Regions from separate parts of the Mus musculus genome. Here all the other regions are linked to region 3. The links are chromatin contacts, called in public HiChIP or PLAC-seq maps. All regions are on one chromosome and are shown on one strand. The core of a region is the stretch at or near the end of the contact, and the rest is flanking DNA. Distances in the headings are between cores, read along the strand shown. Region 1 overlaps Lpp (LIM domain containing preferred translocation partner in lipoma). Region 2 has its middle 44 kb from the start of Gm38456. Region 3 has its middle 31 kb from the start of Gm46545.

Region 1 (2,700 bases), core at 36-2,535, 460 kb before region 3:
GTCCAATATTACTTTTAAACAAAAATGTTTCTTCTTGATTTCCACATCAACCCCATCATAGAGAAGGCGCACTCTAGAAGTGACCAGAGGCTCTCACCCATGCGCAGTGAGTGGGCACTAGGGTCAGGACAGGCAGCCTTGCCTTCTGACTGATTTTAGTGTGCTGCGAAGCACACCACAGGGTCACAGTGTGTTGACTCATTCAAACCTGAATAGCCAAGACACAAGTCACAGCCACACATGGGGCGGGGAAGAGAGCCTCACATCTGAAGCAGCACCAATCAGAGATTTCTCACAACAGTCTCAAGGACACAGGAGCTAAACAGCCCTGAAACCTCTGTCTTCCTCTGTGAAAGATCTACGCCCAGGAAAAGCAGGTTCATAGCAAGAAGCTATGTCCTCTGCCCCAGATACTCTCTCCCCTTCCTCTTCTGACCAGTGAGTCCTTGTGGCCACAAGCAGCAAGCATGGGAGAAGTTCCACCAATAAAAAGAGCTCAATAAAGCTCACGGGTCTCTCCAGCTGACTCCCTCATGCAGGCACAGCTGAGCTTATTAAGTAATAATAATAATAATAATAATCAGAGAATACTGGCAGCCGGCCTTTGCAAAGGGCAGAGGAGAGCCCCTGGGGTAGATGCTCACTGGGTGAGTAGCTTCAACCACCACAATCTAAAACAACTTCCATGTATGTCCAGGCATGTATGCATACATGCTGGAGCTCAGATACACACAGATCTTGAACAAAGGGGGACTATGAGGTCCCTGCCACATTTTATAGATATATATCCACAACTTCCACGTGCTGGTCAGTTCTTTATTTCTACAATTCACATAGGAGAAGAGAATTCAAGTCCATGATCTCCTCCATTTCGTTACCCTATGATCCACACTAAGTGTGCAAAACACTGTCAGAACAATCTTTCACATGGAAACCATTCTCCTCCAAGTTACAGGAAATAAATGTACTTGTCCAATTCCCACAGGTCCTGAGACCCACACCCAGGCCCCCGGCTGCACAGCACTGGGGTTTTGCTTCATTTAGTGTGCTCGGTTTTATTTTTTCCATTTGATTATCCTCCCTCTAAATTACCAGTTGTTGCCCTGTTGCAGTAAACAACCAGAGCAGAAAGTCAGCTCTGAACTGAGACAGCTCCCCACAGAGGAACAACTCAATTCATACTTCGAGGAATAGTTTCTGGGAAAGCAGAGGAGGTGATGCTATCAAATACTGAAACTTAGAACTCCTACTCACTAGCTGCCTGGGGTGCAGGAAATGGGGCAGAGGCCCTCTCCCTCCCTGTTCCTGCTGCCCGTTTCTGTCACTCATAGTCATTACCAGACTGAACTCTTTAGTCAAATGAAAGCTTTTTCCTAGCTTTCTGGCCTTGGGTAAGTCCCTGAAGCCACTGGCCCCGTTACTCACACACACTTAGGAACAGCTATGCAAACACGCATGTGGGGCTGACTAGAAAGTAGCCCTGCCTTCCTTGCCCTACACAATACTACAACATGCTGCAGGTCTACAATGGCTCAGCTCTATCACAAACTCAGACTTCAAACATCAAACTCTCCGTGGGTCTCTCTTCTACCCACCCTTCCTACCAGCCGCCATCTGCTATAACTCCAGACCAAGCCCACTCACCTCTGCCAATAGTGAAAAAGAACCCACCTCTCCATCACCATCATCAACTTTCCCCTGCACCCTATGGGGTAAGATTCCACCAGGTATTCAATAGCTCTGCATCAACAAGATCTTAAAAAACAAAAACAAAAACAGAAACCTCCACTAAGTGGCTGCCCTTCACTGTGCATGCAACAACTCCAGTACCAGGCTGGTACCAAGGTCTGGATTAGAAAGAAAAGCCAGGACAAAGCAAGGCAATGTGGACACCAAGGAGTACTGCAGCCAGCACCTATGAGCGTGCCACCCAATAAGCAGGCCACCATCCACAGAGGCTGGCCTTCGGGCAGGTCATGCACTAAACACTATCTTGGGTCCTTACAGACATCCTTTAATATGTACAACTAAGCATACAAGGCACATCTATCCCTCATTAAAGTCACTTAAATTAAGGCTTAAATAGGCTTTGTTATTCATTCCCACTGAAGCTGTCTGTGCACACCATTCAAATACAAGCAACCTTAGAGCTCACACTTTCAAGTCTATGCATCTTTGCTGGGACACTACTAGGTTTTATTCTGTTTTATTTTAATATTTTAAAGTGTGGTTGCCTTAAATTACATTGTTTACCCTTTGAAATTAAAAGACAATAAACCAAAATTCCAAGAGCTCTCCAAATTTTCAAAATTATGTTTTAATAATACTTCTAACAGTCTTCACACTCTGTTATTTGGATACTTATTATCTTATGTTTAAGGAATAAAGTATACTAAGCTTAGTACTTACAGAGAACTTTAACATTCCGTTAAAGTTAAAACATTATATAAAGTTGTATTAAACAATGAAAAACAATTCAAAATTCAGATCCTAGTCATGTAACAGCCTAAGAGCAGCATTTCTGTAACTGGCGTGGCACAGAGGAAGGTGGTGCAGTCATGGAGGAGGACATGTGGGCACTACCCATTTAGATACTTATTTCTCTCGTGTCGAATGTGCCCACATACTGAGAGGTGCTATTTCTAAACAAGCCCGAGACACTCACAAAGGAGCCCTTCCTGACTGCTGGCCCCATTTCAC
Region 2 (2,700 bases), core at 98-2,597, 290 kb before region 3:
ATTAAAGGTGTTCATCACCACGCCCGTCTGCCTGCTTGCTTTTTAAACAAAGGAGTTATATACTAGTCACCAAATGTGCACGACTGTGAGGACTGTGCCTTCTGGCTACCCGTGGGTTGGGTTAATAAATTGTGAGCAACAGTGGCTTCTGTCACTCCCAGCAATGTCTTGTTTTCAAGGTTGATCGCCTTCGGTGTGTTCTTTTCTCCATTCTACAATCTCAGCAGCATTTGAGCCTGAGTCTCAAATCCAGGGAAATAATGGGTGTAGATCTGAGTTTCTAAAAGCCAAACAAAGGTGTAGAGAGGGGGTGAGAAACAGCCCTCTGCGGTTTGGTGGACCTAGGCCATTCTGACTGATTAGACTTCTTGCTGTGGTACACAAAACAGATTTCTTTAGAAATTAGAGGAGGGGATGGATGAGAAGAGCTAAACAAGAGACAGAGGATACACGAGGGCGAGGACCGGTGATAGTGGGTGAAGGGGGTGGGGCAGAGGGGCAGAGGGGCAGAGGGGCAGAGAGGCAGAGGGGCAGAGGCAGGTGGATCTCTGAGTTCCAGACAAGCCTGGTTTACAAAGTCAGTTCCAGGACAGCCAGCGCTACACAGAGAGAACTTATCAAAAAAACCTAAAGACAAAAAGAAAAACAAAACAAAGAAACAAACAAAAAAGAAAAAAGAAAAAGAAAAGGAAAGGGAAGGAAAAAAAATACTTTGGAAAAGAAGGTAAGATAGGACCTCATAGACAATGAGATTAATCTGCAGGCTCATTTTCAGTTTCAAACAGAGACTTATACTATTGTCTTTGTTTAAGTGTTTGTGTGTGAGAGCGTTTACCTGCATGCAGTTCTCACGGAGGCTTTGGGTCCCCTACAACTAGGGTTATCAGCAGCTGTGGGCTTTGTGATGCTGGTGCTGGAGACAGAATCTGGGTCTTCTGCAAGAGCAGTAAGTGTGCTCGACCACTGAACCGTCTCCCCAGCCCCCTAGGGAACTGTAAGTGTTCTCACTGCTCTACTCTGCTGTGAGCATGATTACCTAAAAACATCCCTGGGATGGGATGCCATTCTTGGTTAGCCTTCTTGGAAAGAAAGCTCCATTTCCTTTTTCTGGTGGGAGGAATTACATTCTTACACAAATTCAGCTTGTCTCTCGCAGGCTCACCATGCTCTGTTCCAAAGCCAGCTTCTTCTAATGAGGTCTGGAAGAAGGCTTCTTTTCTTGGACATACAAAAGGGTCTGTTCCAGAAACTAGCTTCCTGTGAGTGCCTGAGGTTGCAAGTGTTAGGGACTCAGCTTTCTTAAGAAGTTCTTATAAACAGTCACGCCCACTAGCACATGAAAGCCAGTCAGCCAGCCGACTGTTACCACATCCATATGTTCGAGTGCATGACCTTAAAAAGGAAACACACACCCTCAGCAAATCCAGAAGGATGCCCTGGCCCTAGAAGGCCTCGCCGTGGAAAAGTTAGAGAGTATTCCACATATCATCTGTTGCTGACCTTTACCTTGTAAGACTTTTTTTCTTTTAACAAGACCCCCAAAGTTATAATAACCCCTACTTGGTAACCCACACTGTCCCAAGCCCAGCTGCTTTTGCATGATAGATGTCACAGTTAAGTCATGCACAGTGACTATGGGCCCAGACTTACAGTTTTCCTCTTCAGATTACTGAGATAGGAGAAGAGACAGGCAGAGAGCGTGGCAGGTGACATGTGGACCCCCCCCCCCAAGTCAACCAAGAACCTGGAATTTCCAGATGCTAATCAAGGCAGTGCTCAAACTGGCACAGAGCCTTCCTCCTGGGTAAGCGGGTCACCCTGAGACAATGACTGAATTCAATAATAAATCACCCCACCTTTTTTTACCCATTGAGAGGGGCCAGTCTGACCGTTTTTTGCTTTTACCTCCAGCCGCTGACTCTCTTGAGGAAATTCTCCAAGGCTTATATGACTTGAGTATCTTACTTATAAGTTGGGTCCAGGGATCCTCAGAGTTGGCTCTTTCCGGTTTTAGGTATAACTACTGGATAATGTTTCCACCAGTAAAGCCCAGTCTCATCTCTCTAAGGGCTCTTGCCTTACAACCTAGTTGAAGGAAGACATGATTGTGTTAAAAATAGTGTGACATTAGTCATTATGTAGGGCAGAACTTCTGTTTGTTTTCTTTTTTCCTTGGGTGGACTGTCTGTACCTGAGAAAAACATCTGATGAGATTACTGATAAGCCTTTTGCAGAATTTCTCATAGTACTGTCTGGGTATTTTTAAAGGATTGTTTGAGGCCGGGGAAGTGTTTTCTGTGTAATATCTAATTTCACCAGAAGACGAAGACCTTCCTCTGCATTTCACTGGAGCTGTGGTTCATACTGCTCTTGGGGTTGTCGGACTGAAGGAGCAGTGACAACCAATCAAGTTGTGACAGAGACAAAAGAAAGAGAATATGACCAATGGAGAAAAGAGGGCAGAAAAACCAGAGGATGTGTTTGTCTGTAGAAAAGAGACATCCCTTGAGGGGAATACCCTTGGGAGGTGCTGAAGGAAATGGGGTGGAAGTCACTACAGCTTCAAGAGCTCTGAGGGGGGAAAGAACACGTAGGAACAGTCCCAGTGCCCGCCATTTTCCTTGGTCTTAGTATACGGGAAGCCTCCCGAGAGGGAACTTTTGTAAGACGATGTGAAGTGCACTGGAGGTGACAGGCAAA
Region 3 (2,822 bases), core at 273-2,772:
TGGGTACCTCCACACACTGCTATCAGTTGGAAATATTTTAAAGAAAGATCTACACTATAAAATTGCAGTTAAGCAACATGCAGATGGTGGCATAATTGCATCTTATCAGCATAGATATATTGCATTAAAAATGCGTTCCATTTTTACAGGCATATTTTGGTTCCTGAGAATTTTCGAGGAGGAGGAAGGGCTATTAACTCACTCAAAACTGGACAATGGCAAGCCAGAGACTCGAGAAAGAATAACATGACACTTGGAAGAAAGCTGGTGTTGGAAGGAGATCGACTTCTTGCTGCCTTACCCTTTGGTATTGACTGGATTTTGTACCTGATGCATGTGTTATCTATAAAAAGAATATTAACATTTTAATATATAGAGTCAGTATAATTCCAACTCCACGAAATCAGATAAAACCAAGGAAACTACAATGAAGTTTAGATTGTACTCCACTCCCTGTAATGGAACTGTCTCAGCCATAAGCTGGAGATACTTCCTATACCTTCCTCAACAATAATAATAAGTGGAGCTCTTTCAATGATTGTACGTTATGACCTGACCAATCAGGGGAGACCAAGGTGGGTTGCAATGCCGTCATCTGCTGGTCAGGCTCACGTGGTTGAGGCTGTCTCTGCCCACAAGCCGTTTCTATCTTCCAATCTCTATCCAGTGTGCTAGTGAGTAGAATATGTTTCTAAGTCCGGTCTGTCTCTTGTCCTTTAATCAGCAGTAGTGAAATGTTGTGAGCACATTGTCCCAGGCGATGGCTGCGTTTTGCCATAGATGGTCATCCTATGTCACCTTCTGGCTATCGGCAAGCTCTTCTCAGTTTAGCACCATCTGCATTTCTTAAGCACTTAATAGCTGTGGGCCGTGACTTTTTGCTTAAGTTATGTGCTGGGGTAAGTGGGAATCAGAGGCGATTCCATATTGGTTATTCCCTTCCCCTGATAGAGTCTTAAGGGAGGCAGCAAATATGGAGTTCTACTTTGGTTGGCTCTCCAAGTGGCAAGGCCCTTCAAACAAACCATGACCTAGGACCGTGTGAAGCAAGAATTCCTTCTTTGATTCACCCCTGACTTCTCTATGATCTTTACGACACTGCTGTGTGTCAAGTCATTACGCTGAGGATTTTTCTGTACCAAGTGGGTATCAGTAAAATAGTGAACAAACTATATGCTATTGGGCTTTTAGGAAGCTGAGCTTGGTTACTATTTTAGAAGGAGAATTCACTGGGAAGGTCACATTTGCATAGATTTTGAGGGGCAGGTGGCTTTTGGCTAACAGAAAGAAAAGAAAGGGGGACGTGAGAGTCAGGCACACTGTGTGAAGATACACTTGCCTGAACGTCAGACTACATGTGCAATGTGAAAATGATTACTCCACTAATCCAATCCAAGAGGCTACCGTGTAGCCAAGTGGCACACCGGGTGGTATAGCCACATTTCTACTGTACAGCTGCCCACGGGCACAGAGCTAAGGAAAGCAGGGCCAAGATACACATGCAGGCCTTGGAGAAAAGAATCCTCCACCACTATTTCAGCCTGTGTGCAAAGGGTGAAAACAGCCCAGAAACAGAAGCACCCACAACTGTGGCTTAGATTCTTCCTCCCGAACCTGACCTGCAACTCCAAAGAATGTGACATTCTAGTTTGGCTGGATGTCATGGAATAACCTGATCCTGGCACTTGGGAGGTGGAAGTAGGAGAGTTATGAGTCTGAGGCCTGTTTAAGACACAGTGTGAGATCTTGTCTCAAAACTCAAAGAATACCAGAAACCGAGACAACAGGAAGGAAAGAAGGAAGGGAGGGAGGGCCCGGCTAACTGCGCAGCATTCTGAAGAGCGTCTAGCCTGCTGGTCTGTTTGCTAAGACCTAAACAATATGGCTCCAAGCAGAGGGCCCAGGCTGATTGGGCCTGATGCATTGAGAGAGCCCTCTACCACAGGCCTGACTGACCAGAGCACAGGCCACCTATTCCAAAGAAACTGTCAGCTCATCCAAGTCCCCTCTGAGGATCTCAGCTACTGAAGACACAGTAACCTAGACACTCTGCAGGATGGCAGGCTTCCTGAGGAGAGAGGTGACGTAGAGCCAAGCTACTCCCAAGTGTGTGTACAGTCAACTAGACCTCTCTCGACTTTGTCTAAACACATGGTGACTTTGTCTCCACATTTTTTTGAGGAGCTCCTGTGTCTATTGGAGAAATGCAAAGTAACGCCTATGGCAGAAAGAAACAACCTTGTCCTCATTTGTTTTCATTTCTTCTGTGAGGGAACCTATGATGTCACCATTACCATTCTTGACAAAACAAGGACAACAAAATAAAAGTATCTGTTTCTTTGCTTTATCAGGAGAAAAACAACCAACCTACCTACCAACCAACCAGTCAACCAACCGGAGGAACAGCAACAACAACAACAACAAGCCCCACACATTTGTTCTGTGTTGTTACTGTTTAATCCTATTATGTCTTCCGCATAATAGGAAGGCATGTCTTTGTCTGCCTAGCAACCATGTAGCAGTATGTGAACAAGAGGGAGGATGGGAAGAAGGATTCATGGAGGAGAAGAATTACATCCGCTGGATTCACGTGGACCCTGAGGCTCACAGAGGCTAGGAAAGCTGAAGAGGACCACAGTCAATGATAATGTAGAGGAAACCTCCTGCCTGCAGGTTCCTGGCATTCTACCTATCCTGAGCTCCACAGAAGCTCCACCCTAGCTTTAGGCCACAGGAGCTGGAGGAGTCCCTGTGCTTGCTTTCCATATCCCCTCCCACACCAAGTCCACCCAGAGCTCATTCAGTTTAATGGAATCCATCCA

Evidence for each region. HiChIP or PLAC-seq counts read pairs in DNA pulled down with a chosen protein or histone mark.
Region 1: a contact with region 3 is called in an H3K27ac HiChIP or PLAC-seq map of regulatory T cells, with 4 times the contacts expected there. The contact joins two enhancer-like sites. A contact is called at or near these places in 1 of 484 Hi-C or Micro-C datasets (the HL-1 cell line) and 1 of 115 datasets of contacts at active chromatin or transcription factors (regulatory T cells).
Region 2: a contact with region 3 is called in an H3K27ac HiChIP or PLAC-seq map of regulatory T cells, with 7 times the contacts expected there. The contact joins two enhancer-like sites. A contact is called at or near these places in 1 of 484 Hi-C or Micro-C datasets (bone marrow-derived macrophages) and 1 of 115 datasets of contacts at active chromatin or transcription factors (regulatory T cells).

The regions. Positions count from the first base shown.
Region 1 is chr16:24,505,601-24,508,300 of GRCm38.p6, reverse strand. The region is part of intron 3 of Lpp (LIM domain containing preferred translocation partner in lipoma); the gene reads right to left. Among named protein-coding and RNA genes, the nearest start is that of Gm24440, 100 kb to the right of the region's middle. Within about 2 kb of position 1,285, at least 62 of the 459 cell types and tissues checked have an H3K27ac peak or open chromatin away from gene starts, as enhancers often do. A contact at or near this core is called in regulatory T cells, where this site is marked.
Region 2 is chr16:24,338,433-24,341,132 of GRCm38.p6, reverse strand. No RefSeq gene overlaps it. Among named protein-coding and RNA genes, the nearest start is that of Gm38456, 44 kb to the right of the region's middle. Within about 2 kb of position 1,347, at least 37 of the 459 cell types and tissues checked have an H3K27ac peak or open chromatin away from gene starts, as enhancers often do. A contact at or near this core is called in regulatory T cells, where this site is marked.
Region 3 is chr16:24,050,046-24,052,867 of GRCm38.p6, reverse strand. No RefSeq gene overlaps it. Among named protein-coding and RNA genes, the nearest start is that of Gm46545, 31 kb to the left of the region's middle. Within about 2 kb of position 1,522, at least 17 of the 459 cell types and tissues checked have an H3K27ac peak or open chromatin away from gene starts, as enhancers often do. A contact at or near this core is called in regulatory T cells, where this site is marked.